3 separate regions of the Mus musculus genome follow, and all the other regions are linked to region 1. A link is a contact called in public Hi-C and HiChIP or PLAC-seq data. All regions are on one chromosome and are shown on one strand. Each heading gives the region's core, a stretch centred on a gene start, on an enhancer-like site or on the middle of the called end of the contact. The rest is flanking DNA. Distances are from core to core; before and after follow the strand shown.

Evidence for each region. Hi-C and Micro-C count contacts between places; a contact is called where the count stands out from the background. HiChIP or PLAC-seq counts read pairs in DNA pulled down with a chosen protein or histone mark.
Region 2: an H3K4me3 HiChIP or PLAC-seq map of the SCID.adh cell line shows a contact between it and region 1, with 9 read pairs. The contact joins the promoter of Cfl2 here to the enhancer-like site in region 1. A contact is called at or near these places in 7 of 39 promoter capture datasets (the C10 cell line, HPC-7-derived erythroid cells, embryonic stem cells and 4 more), 1 of 484 Hi-C or Micro-C datasets (bone marrow-derived macrophages), 11 of 115 datasets of contacts at active chromatin or transcription factors (the 230-238 cell line, the SCID.adh cell line, VIP interneurons and 7 more) and 3 of 9 other capture datasets (adipose tissue, liver and pancreatic islet).
Region 3: a Hi-C map of group 2 innate lymphoid cells shows a contact between it and region 1, with 1.7 times the contacts expected there. The contact joins two enhancer-like sites. A contact is called at or near these places in 15 of 484 Hi-C or Micro-C datasets (the C10 cell line, Sertoli cells, adipose-derived mesenchymal stem cells and 7 more), 6 of 115 datasets of contacts at active chromatin or transcription factors (T-cell acute lymphoblastic leukemia, embryonic basal ganglia, embryonic limb bud and 3 more) and 3 of 9 other capture datasets (adipose tissue, embryonic stem cells and pancreatic islet).

Annotation. Positions count from the first base shown.
Region 1 is chr12:55,047,300-55,051,432 of GRCm38.p6, reverse strand. 2700097O09Rik (RIKEN cDNA 2700097O09 gene) reads left to right here. Exons shown (of 8, transcript NM_028314.2): 7 at 2,456-2,546. Among named protein-coding and RNA genes, the nearest start is that of 2700097O09Rik, 31 kb to the left of the region's middle. Within about 2 kb of position 1,257, at least 38 of the 459 cell types and tissues checked have an H3K27ac peak or open chromatin away from gene starts, as enhancers often do. A contact at or near this core is called in the SCID.adh cell line and group 2 innate lymphoid cells, where this site is marked.
Region 2 is chr12:54,860,375-54,864,298 of GRCm38.p6, reverse strand. Cfl2 (cofilin 2, muscle) reads left to right here and starts at 1,422. Exons shown (of 4, transcript NM_007688.2): 1 at 1,422-1,555; 2 at 2,466-2,773; 3 at 2,886-2,962; 4 at 3,062-3,924. The coding sequence starts at 1,553. The coding sequence ends at 3,174.
Region 3 is chr12:54,833,540-54,837,507 of GRCm38.p6, reverse strand. No RefSeq gene overlaps it. Among named protein-coding and RNA genes, the nearest start is that of Cfl2, 27 kb to the left of the region's middle. Within about 2 kb of position 2,382, at least 263 of the 459 cell types and tissues checked have an H3K27ac peak or open chromatin away from gene starts, as enhancers often do. A contact at or near this core is called in group 2 innate lymphoid cells, where this site is marked.

The sequences.
Region 1 (4,133 bases), core at 8-2,507:
GGACGCCACACCTTAGACTCATGAGAATGATAAGGCTTTCCTGTGTTCCTATGCAGATATTTACAGTGTATGTAGAAAATAACTACCATGCTTTCTACCCCTGGATGTTCACAGCCTGAAAACTGCTCCCCTAGTGAGGCTGCCCCTAGTGAGATTAGCTAAACCTGTCTTCTTGTCAGCTCTATGTAGTAATCTCCCTTTGTGTCCAGCTGCATGCAGTAACCTGCTCAACTGTGTATAATAAACACGCTGGGCTTCCAGCTGATGCATCTTCTCCATCCGGAAGGAGAGTAGAGCCCACCCAACTTGAGTGTTTCTGATTGCCTCTAGGGCAGGGTTCCTGGACCCATGCCGTACCAGGACACAGAACTTCTGCTTTAGTCTGTGACCGTGAATTCAGCTAAATAGCTAATTCAGGGCATCCTGAACTCTGTGAGGCGTGCGTGTCTCAGACAAATGAAAAAGTCATGCTAATCTAGTTTTTCATTTTTTTTTAATTAAATGGGCTTGTAAAGTACATCATTTTTAGGAACCACATTAAAAAACGATAGCTCTAGTTGAAACAGTGCTATGTGATTATCATTCGCATCCTGAAAAAAAACAAATGTTGCATTATTTTGTAAATAAGTTCTAAATATGATACCTGCTAGCCATAGCCTCAACCAAAAATAAGTACAACTGATACTGCTACCCACCCACCTCACCAGTCACACTGCAGAGACTGTTCCCCACTGGTGGGGAACCAAGATCTGTGCAGTGTAGTGTGGTGTATATCAACCCTGGGAGTTAAACAGAACCGGGCAAACACACAGCTCCCTGACATGCACTGGCGGGTCATTTCATTATCCTATAGAACTGGCTGGTCCCTCCAAACTCTGCAGATGCTCTTTAATGTTGGAATTCCATCCCTAAAATACTCCAGCCAGCCAGGTGAGCTATGATTTAACTCTTGACGTGAGTTTAAAAGATCTAATCTACACACCATACACAGCTACACAGTTATTTTTGGTTTCTGGCTTCTGTGCCCCTGATTTTCCCAGACTCCTCATCTTCCTCAACCCCCCCCCCCCCCAGTCTGAAGGACTGATTCTCATGTGCTCTGTGGAGAAAGTACAAGGCTTTGATGCTGATCCTGCTTGACTTGTGTGATTCTGAAAACTTCACTTCTCTTATTCAGAACCTTTACGGTAACCCACATCCCCATCTTGTTAATATCAGTACTTTGACCTTGTAACTTTACCAGCACCCCTCAGGAACTGGAAAATTTGCCAATTTCTACTGTGTTGCTGTGGTTCTATTTCCTGTGGGTAAACATTTTGCCTATCTAGATTTCTAGATACTGACTGCATTTTCTTTTGTCATCCTTATTCAAAAAAATAAAATAAAATCCAGTGTCTGATAAAAGCTGACACGTCAGGCTTTTGTTTCGCTCTTTATAGTGAAGTTTTGAGTTCTCAGCAAAACTTTAAAAAAGATAAAGATTTCCTGTACACTCTGCCCCACGCACCTGCTGAAACTGTACCATTGTCGTCCCTCCCACCAGAACAGTATGCTTCTTATGATGGGTCTTGGGTACTGAATAGTCACCAGAAGTCTCCAGTTTACAGTAGCGTTCACTCTTGGTGCTTCGAAGCCCGTGTGTGTGTGTGTGTGTGTGTGTGTGTGTGTGTGTGTGCATGTATTGATATGTAGTGACATGCACCCAGCCTTAAAACATGGACAGTAGTTTCACTCCCCTAAAAATCCCCTGCTCAGCTCTTGGTCCTGTACTCTCACCTCACCCTTGGCAGCCACTGATATTTTTACCAACCCATAGTTTTACTTTCCAGCTGTGACAGTTAGAATCAGACAATCCAGAATCCTTCCAGGTTAGGTTCCCTCTCTAGCAACAGACGTGAGGCTCTTTGTGTCTTAATGACTTGAGCACATTTCCTTTTAGAGCCGAACAATATTTCAGTTGTCTAGATATGCCACAGTTTATCCATTCCCAAGTTTATAAATTATGAATAAAACTACAATAAATAATTATGTACAGATTTTTTTGCAAATACATGTTTTTAACTTCTTTGTGTAAATAGCAGTGTACAGTTGCTGGGTTGTATGTTAAAGGCCACATCCCGGATTTTGTTGGGTGTGCTGTTGCTTTGTTCAGATGGAGTCTAATTCTAGAGCCAAGGATGGTGCCCTGAAGCTCACAGTGTACCCCAGGCTGGCCTGTAACCCCAGAGGAGCCTCCTGCCTCAGTTTGCTCAGTGCTGGGATCCCAGGTGTGAACCCCCAAACTTGGCTGGGCTATGACTTAGAGCTAGAGCAGATTTCTGAACAGGCTTGTGGCTCTCCTCCCCATGATGAGAGAGGAAGAGGAGACATTGAGCAAGAGAGCTATCTCTGTTCTCATTAATATGCAATATTATCTTACCCTTATTTCATTATATCAGTTTTTGATGTTTTCTAGTGCCTGGAACTACATCATCCATAATGTAAGAAAGCAAGGATCACTATTAGTGACAGTACCAAGTCTCCAAGAGTCTCTCATGGGGCTACAGGTATGTAGCTACGTTTCCTACTGTTGATTGGTTGGTTGGTTGATTGGTTGGTTAGTTGGTTGGTTAGTTGGTTGGTTGGTTGGTTGGTTGATTTGGGTGGTGGCAAGAATTATGGCTCTTGAGCTGGGTGTGGTAGCACGGGCCTTTAAATCCAGCACCCAGGAGTGAGAGGCAGGTAGATCTCTGATTTTGAAGCTGGCCTGGCCTATAGAGAGAGTACTAGGATAGCCAAGGTTACACAGAAAAAAATACAATAAAAAAAAAAACCCAAAAACCTCCCCACCCCTCAGGGCTCCTGCCTGTCAGGCAAGCACAGTACTGATCTATATCCCTAGCCCTTCAACATTTTTCTAATACCAAGACTGTGTTGCTAAAGTACTGCTTTATGGTTTGTCTTCTACCCTCAAAAGCACTGAAATCCAATTCATGTCTGGATGTAGACTTCCTTGGTTTTCTACACAATTTTTAATCACTGTGGGGTCATAGTTAAAGGTTAGTAGACACTATTGAGTGTGAGTAAGAGCCTTAACATCCACGTCATAGCTAAGAAGGAAGAGTAACAAGCCTGTACCCCAGCTACATGGAAGGCTGAGGCAGAAAGATCTTGAACCCACTGGTTTGAGACCAGCCTGATTAATGGACCCCCTTCTCAAAAACTGAACTGGAGAAATGAATACCCACATCGTAACATTGTCCTCGAGCACAGAAGGGAGGGGTGGTGGATGCTCTGGAGGCAGGCAGGCTACATAGAGAGACTTGTCACGCCAAGTAAAGGGCTACAGCAGCGTCAGAGTTGTTCAGGGATTTTTAAATCCATGGCCTAGGTACTTCAGAGTGATGATGAATAATAATTGTCAGTTACATAGACTGGGAACCACCTGGGATCTGGGCTCTGGTCCTCATGCTATGTAAGAAGCGTTCTTGAACATCGAACCATCTCTCCTGCCCTAATTTTGTGTGTTATAGCAAAGGAAGTAATCCAGGAATGAGTAAAGGAAGGCAGTTACCCCAGTTCACCTGCTTCATCAGTAGTGTGATCCTACCATAATTTTCCATTTTCATAGACACATCCCTTTTAATATGTATTCTTGGTCAGGCATAATGGTGCATGCATTTAGTCCCAGCACTTGGGAGGCAGAGGCATGAGATTGCCTGAATTTAAGGCCAACCTGGTCTGCAGAGTGATTTCCAGCCCAGCCAGTGCTACATAGTGAAACTTGTTTCAACAAAACAAAACAAAACAAATGTATTCCTTTTACATTTCTAATTTATATAATTTCTCTATATATTATAGTATAATATATGTCAATTTGGCCGGGGGGGGGCTCTACTTACCAAAATAAATTTTGGATTTTTTTTTTAAGATTTATTTATTTGTATAACCATTTTGCCTGCATGTATTTATGGCCATCACATGTGGGCCTGATGCTCATGTGGTCAGAAGAGAGCTTCGGGTTCCCTGAAATTACTTAGGAATGGTTGTGAGCCACATGTGAGTGCTAAGAGCCAACCTGGGTCCTCTGCAAGAGCAGCATGTGTTCTTAACTGCTGAGACATCTCCTCAGCCCCCAGAATAATAGCTTTAAT
Region 2 (3,924 bases), core at 173-2,672, 190 kb after region 1:
CCCAGCAACTACAAGGTGGCTCACAACCACCTATAAGGATATCTGATGCCCTCTTCTGGTGTGTCTGAAGTCAGCTACAGTGTACTTATGTATAATAATAAATCTGTGGGCCTGAGAAAGTAGAGTGGACCGGAGCACCCACAACAGGCAGCTCAGGCAGCTCACAATGGTCTGCCACTCTTGCAACTCTAGCTCCAGTGATCAAACATCTTCTGGCTACTAAGGGCACCCACACACACATAGCAGACCTTCACACAGATACACCTACATGTACACTGAGTAAAAACAAAAGGATTTTTTACATTTATTTTTTATGTGTGTGCACATGTGCAGGTGTTTGTGAAGGTTAGGAGAGGGAGTCAGGGTCCATGGAGCTGAGCTCACAGGTGACGACTGCCTGTGTGCTGCCTGACATGGGGATAGGGTACCACCAAGCTCGATGACTTAAGTTTAATTCCCAGGGCCCACACGGTAGAGGAGAAATGACTCCCACAGCACACCTATTCACACACACACACACACACACACACACACACACACACACACTCTCTCTCTCTCTCTCTCACACACACACACACACACACACACGATTTCAACACAATTACCAAATCAAATGTGTCAGGCCCTTTTCTCTCCACATATAAACATTTATTTTTCTAGTAATCTCAATACATCCCATTTACAGGGGAAAAGAAACGTAACTTGAGCAGTTTCTGGTTTTACTTGGATTATAATTCTGTCCAAGGTATCTCCAGAGACTTTTTGTGACCTCACCCTCTTCTTGCAGAATTCCAGGTATAAGCCAACATTCCTGCTTCTCATTCTGCCTTTGCTTAGTACTTCAATCACTAAGGTAATATTTATAGTGTTCGTTCTCCTTTTAGTAATAAGAGGGGTCTAAACCCAGGGAGGTGGTGCTTGCCTGTAATCCCAACACCTGCAGGATGGAGGCGGGATCCGTTCAAGGTCATCTGCAGTTACTTCATGAATCAAGAGACCCGCAAAAGACTCCAAACGAGATCCTGTCTCAATTCAAACACACAAAGAAGAATAAGATCTTAACGATTCATTCAAAGTCGGGGCTTTCCAAAGGGGTCCCGAAAGGTTACAATCCGGACCCTTTCCGTGGAAAGCGCAAGTGAATGAAGCAAAGAGCTCTCTACCCGACCACCACACCCCGTTTCCTCACGTCACAACCCCCCAGAGCAGCGCCAGGAGCCCGCGAACCGCTCGAGCGTTGAACCCGGATTGGTCGCTACGACCATCCCTGTCAGCATCGGGGCTCCCGCCGCCGCTGCGCGTGGTTCTGCTAGCGGTTCTGGAGCTCCGGGGTCAGGCGGAGGACAGCGGCGGGGGCGGGGCCTGACCACGTGACCGCCCCCGCCCCGCCCGCCCTGCGGCCCTCCAGCCCGCCGCCCGCCCGCCCGGCTGCAGCTCCCGGCGTGCCCTGCACTCTCTGCTGCCCGCCGCCGACCCCTCCTTCTTCTCGTCCCAGTGCCACCGAGCCGGAGTCCGAGCCACCGCCGCCGCAGCCACTTCAGCCGCGGGCACTATGGTAAGGTGGGCGCGCCGGCGGGGGAATGCTGGGCGCGGCGCGGATCCCCGCGCGGCCGCCATCTTAACCCTGCCTGGGCCTGTGCGGTGGGCGCTTCGGCGCTGCGGGCCGAGGGCTCGAGGCCCTGCGGCCGCTCCGAGTCCCGAGGCGGGAGGGCCCGGCGCAGGCCCGGCGCGAGAGGGTCGCTCCTTGGGCCAGGGCCCCCGCGTGTTGCTCTGCCCTGCGCGGCTTAAGGTTTTTAACTCGCGCGCTGTAAGGTTGGTACGTGGCCAGCAGCCTCTGGGTGAGGGTCTAGGAGGCCGGCCATAACGCCGTTCCGAGGAGATTGAACAGGTAGAAACCTATTTTAAAACGCTTTTCTCGCCGTAGGGAGCCTTTTCACGGGATCTGTTAGTTTCAAAGCGGCTGCCAATGGGCGGTGGGGCGTAATCGCTGTAGCCGCAGCGGGTTGGAGTTTACACTTGATTCTCTTTCCTTATGTGGAAGCAGCCGTGGCTAAGACGGCTTTAAAGAAAGAAAAAAAAAATAGTAGAAGCGTTAACTGAAATCCTGGAGTGTTTTTTTTTAAGGCCTGCAGAGTTGACACAATACAGAAGGTATTTTTGCTGCTGCTCCTGAAGCTCTGACATCACCCAGTGAAATAGGAAACATTTCAGGCATGGCTCAACTGTATTTGTCCCTTCCCACCTCCCGTTAGCGGTTCTCTCCGTACTCCTTTAAGAAGGATGAATGAGCAGTATGAGTTAGACATTTTACCCGTATCTTCTTCTGATATTTAAAATTGACAGACCTAATAGGACTGCTTACGTTGTTTGGTGCAGTTTTTTAATACTCTGGCCAGACTGAAGTCTATGATTTTGGTTAAAACCGAAATCCTTATTCTAAATTCCCACCCTTTGTTTGTTTTCAGGCATCTGGAGTTACAGTGAATGATGAAGTCATCAAAGTTTTTAATGATATGAAAGTAAGAAAATCTTCTACACAGGAGGAGATCAAAAAAAGAAAGAAAGCAGTTCTCTTCTGTTTGAGCGATGACAAAAGACAAATAATTGTAGAGGAAGCCAAGCAGATCTTGGTGGGTGACATTGGTGACACTGTAGAGGACCCCTACACATCTTTTGTGAAGTTGTTGCCTCTGAATGATTGCCGATATGCTTTGTACGATGCCACGTACGAAACAAAAGAGTCTAAGAAAGAAGACCTAGTATTTATATTCTGGTGTGTAAAAACAAAAGAAAAAAAGTACTTCTAAAAGTGCAAGGATTATTATTATCAGAGTCAGTTTTTGCCTTTGTTTTTCTTTTGAAATTCAACATTTTCTCCCCCGTAGGGCTCCTGAAAGTGCACCGTTAAAAAGCAAGATGATTTATGCTAGCTCTAAAGATGCCATTAAAAAGAAATTTACAGGTACCAACATCGACTGTTCTGTACAAAAAAAAAAAATTTTTTTTTTTACTCTTTCTTAGTTATAAGGTTAATGAGGTGTGTTTTTCTTTTCCGTTTTAGGTATTAAACATGAGTGGCAAGTAAATGGCTTGGACGATATTAAGGACCGCTCGACGCTGGGAGAGAAACTGGGGGGCAGTGTTGTAGTTTCCCTTGAAGGAAAGCCACTATAAAATAATAGCCAAGTGCCATTTGATCTTAAGGGGCTTACACGTATCTCTCCAGCTCAGTCCACTGGAATTGTATTAGGTTTTGTTTTTTTTTGTTTATTCCCTTTTCACTGGTCCCGTTCGTGAATGAGTGAATATAAGAAGCCTGTCAGTATTGCCATGAGACTGTTTCATATGGTTACTTTTCTGTATTCCCAAGGAATGCCTTCCTGTCTTATTTTAGCCAAAACAAACTGGTTCCATGCCTTCCTTGCAGTGAACGTTACAATGGATGTGGTTGTCAATGTGAATAGCTTAGAGTACTACAAAGGGTAAGCTAACTGAATGCCTTGAAAATATTATCCACTGGTCGGTCATATGGGAGACTTGTTTCAGTATTATTTATAGTTGCACTTGATTACCGTTCTCTGAGGCACTGGAGCCTTCATACACCTCACCTGCCTTGGCAAGCCTATTTTTGTGACCTGGCAGCACAGATTTAACACTATTCGTTAAAAGCACTTTTTTTTTAATGCGTTTAATCCCTTATAAAGAATGCCAATTAAGTTTTATTACCTGTCATCAATTTATCCTAGTATCTCAGTGTTCATTCTTCTTGCCTTCATATTTTTTTCAAAGAAACAGCTGTGCTAATGTCTTTGGTTTCCCGATGAGTGTACACTACTGTATAATTTATGTTTACCATATGAGTCTTGAAACACTACAGATATTTTGAATATCAGTCATGATGGCAATTTCTGTATAAAAGAGCCT
Region 3 (3,968 bases), core at 1,133-3,632, 220 kb after region 1:
GTGTTAATACCATAGACATACATAGTGACAGGTGCTGGCAGACCAGAGAAACAGCATTCCATTTAGGACACACCCGAATCTAAGTAGTGACAGGCTATCTAGGTGATAAGACTGGGAGATGGGACCTTTTAAGGTAAAGAAAGATAGCCTGCTTTAATCCCAGCCATCAGGAGGTAGAGGCAGGCAGATAGATCTCTGTGGGTTCAAAGCCAGTCTGGTCTACAAACCAAGTCCAGGACAGCCAGGGCTCTGTTACACAGAAAAACTCTGTCTCAAAAAAACAAAACAAACAAACAAACAAACAAAAAAACAAAATACAAACCTAAGATGGCCTGGGCTGGGCTTCAGAGCAACTTGTAGGACAGCCAGGCTACACAGAAAAAAAAAAAAAAAGTTTCAAACAAAAACAAACAAACGCCAAGAAAGTAAATAAGTAAGTCATATGCGGATAAGATGGTGAAGATAGTTAAATGCAAAGTGACATTTAGTTTCTTTCTGCTCTTTGGCTCTAGACTTACTTATCAATTGCCAGTGCCCACCAAGTAGCTTGTAACCCATCTATAACTAATGGCCTCTTTTAGCTTCTGAGGGCTCCAGGTGTGTACCTGGTGCACACACAGGCAGGAAAATCTCTCATACACACAAAAGAAACTAAAAATAATTTAAAAAGGTAAAAAGCCACCAGTAGAGATGTGACCGGGGATCCCCGCAGTGGGTGACTATCCCCAGAAGAGACACTTGTGCGCATGAGTGAGTCTGAACTCTGGGATGCATCTGGGAACGGAGCAGCTGATCCCGCTGCAGTCCCAGGAAGATCAAGGCGGGCAGGGCTTCCCAGGGGGGAGGAAGGAAGGTTGGACCAGATAATGAGACAGCAACAAACCCTACTCCCAAGCTGCTAGTGGCTTTTCGCTCCCATGTGGAGTAATTCTTAAGATGGAGCTAGAAGAGCTAGGGGCGGAGCTGGAGTCAGATAAACTGGAGGATTGAGCAGAGGTCAGCTGAGGAGCCAAGCCCCGGCCCTCATCACGCCTGAGACAAGCCGCCTTTGAGGAAGACCTGAGCGGGCACTGGAGCTGGGAGCCAGGGGCAGGGATTCAAGAATCTTCATCAGGAAGAGAAGGGGCCCACGAAGAGACAAGCTGGGAGTAACGCCAATTCAGTCAGGGTGGTAGGGAACAAGTGGAAAGAATCTGTGTCCGTGTCAAAATGGAACCGCTAAGTTAGCCAACTCCGAAAGCAACACATGGCCACTCGCAGGAAGCTTGCGGTATAGAATACATTTCTGTACATATTAAAAACTAGGGAGCTGGAGTGATTAAAAATATGTACTACTCTTGCAGAGGACCAGAGTTCTGTCCTTATCACCCATAGCCAGCACCTATAACTCCATCTCCAGATGATCTGACTCCCATGGTCACCAAGACTCACATGTATACACCTCCCTATACACGTAATTCAAACTAATACTTCAAAAAAAAAAAAAAAAAAAAAAAAAAGACAGCCGGGCGTGGTGGTGCACACCTTTAATCTCAGCACTTGGGAGGCAGAGGCAGGCAGATTTTTTCTGAGTTCGAGGCCAGCCTGGTCTACAGAGTGAGTTTCAGGACAGTCAGGGCTATACAGGGAAACCCTGTCTCGAAAAAAAAAAAAAAAAAAAAAAAAAAGAAATTCCATGAGCACATTTGCTCAGCAGAGCAGATAAGAGTGCTTGCCTCCAACCCTCATGGCCTGAGTTTGACCCCTGGAACCCATATGATAAAAGGCAGGACTGACTGGCACAAGTTGTCTTCTGACTTCCACACATGTGCCATGACACATGCATACCCGCAAACATGAACACAAATAAACATAAGAAAACATGTTGCTGTTCAGTCAATGAACATGTTGCTGAACAAATGACCACAGCACATCCACTCAATTTATCAACTTTAATCAGGTTGGGAAGCATTGAATGAAATCAACTGTGGCGGTGCAGGTCGAGAGTTTAAAGTCATCCTTTGGTTACATCATGCGTTCGAGTTCAGCCTGGGCTACATGAGATCCTATCTCAAAACCAAACAAGCAACAGCAAAAGCCAGACCCTTCACTGTGTGGGGGCTGTAGTTCAAGCTTAGAGGCAGCATGAGCATAAGAAGTGTGTGAGCGTCACTGCCATGTTCTCTGCAGTGAGCTCTTCTCCTCAGAGAAGTGACTCATCATGGCGAGATTATCACTGCTAAGAAACCAACCCCCAGCACTGCATTTCGCCTCCAATTAATTATGAAAACAGTCTTGCTACAGTTACGGAAAAGGGAGACGTGTGCTTCCCCCGTAGGTTAAGGGGAGAGCTGTTCACTGGCAACGTTTCCTGTAAAGAAGAATTGACCGCTCCTGCTCCCCAAGGGCGGGGCTTTCCAGTGGGGGCGGGGCGGAGGCTTGAACAGCTGCACATTTCCAACATAGTATTCCCTACATGGTGTCAAGTGACTGGGAACAGGGTTTCAGCCACTCAGGATGACTTAGTCAGCCCCTTAGTCATCAGCTGCTTAGAGGCAACAATGAGAAGCTTGTGTTTGTGTTTCTGTGTGGGGTACAAGGGACAAAGAACAGCAAATACCCACACACTGCAGTGCTGATCCTAGCTTTCCTCTCAAAAGCATCCTTAATCGTATATATATCAAAGATAAAATCTTTTTAAACTTCAAATCTTATTTAATAATGAATTCTTTCAAAACAAATTATACAAGACAGAGTAGCTGACTGGGGGTGGGTTTTGCCACCATTGTCTTTTTTTTTTTAACATGCCATAGAATCTATTTTGACCATAATATCCCTCCCCTAACTTGTCCCCCCCATTCAGTTTTATGTTCTTTCTATTTATATATAGAAAGAACATAATATATATACATATATAATCATATATAATTTCTTAAATATATATAACAGTTTGAGTGTGCATATGTAGTTGAAAATAGAATATATACTGCAGTGTAGCTGTACATTATTTCCAAATAGTTGTCTAGAAATTCCCTTTTCCCCTTCCTTACTAAAAAGGTTACACATGAATAATAACCAGAAAATATTTCTAACTTACAGAAGTGTACACAGCCAATCTTCCATCACTACCCTTGTTCAGTCTCCCTCTCCTAGCCCCCTGCCCCTATAGAAGATGCAAATCCAACATTACCATCTCACTGGCTTTTGCACAAAAGGCAGATTCCAAGAGGAAAAGTCAGGAGTCACTAAGCATGAATCCCACTGTGGACACACCCCTGGGGAGCGCTAAGGAAAATCGTGGCCAAGTGTCTGAATATAGATCAGGCCAGTTCCAGGGAGATGATACGAGAGCCAGTCATCTCTGGGATTGCTTCTCCCTGCCCGTGCCTCTAACTAGCTGCTCTCCCTCAGACAGCTCTAGTCTCCCAGCCGTGAGTAGACACCATCACAGAGCTGTGAAATGAGACCAGGTGTGCAGAACACCAGCAAGTCACACCGGGAGGAACCCAGTGGTTAGTAGCTTCCCGTCCTCCTCCATGTGGACTTGGGTACATCAGAAGCACATACTGACTTATTTTTAACGAAGTTCTATTTCTGGATGTTTGCAGGGAAAGTGATAATCCCATGCACACCCTGTTATAGAAGGTAAAGGGGTGTGCCTGTGCCCCCACCGTGCTGCTCAGGCTATGACAGTGGAACACAAGTAGTAGTGTAGAGTTAACTAGAGGAACGGAGAAACCAACAGATGTATGCAGGAGTTCAGTTCAGAAGAGTATTTAGGATTTAGAAACCCTGTTAACGCCAGGCGTGGTGGCGCATGCCTTTAATCCCAGCACTCAGGAGGCAGAGGCAGGCGGATTTCTGAGTTCAAGGCCAGCCTGGTCTACAAAGTGAGTTCCAGGACAGCCAGGGCTACACAGAGAAACACTGTCTTGAAAAACAACCCCTGTTAACTGTGCTTATGTTATAGCTTGGAAACCTGTACAGTT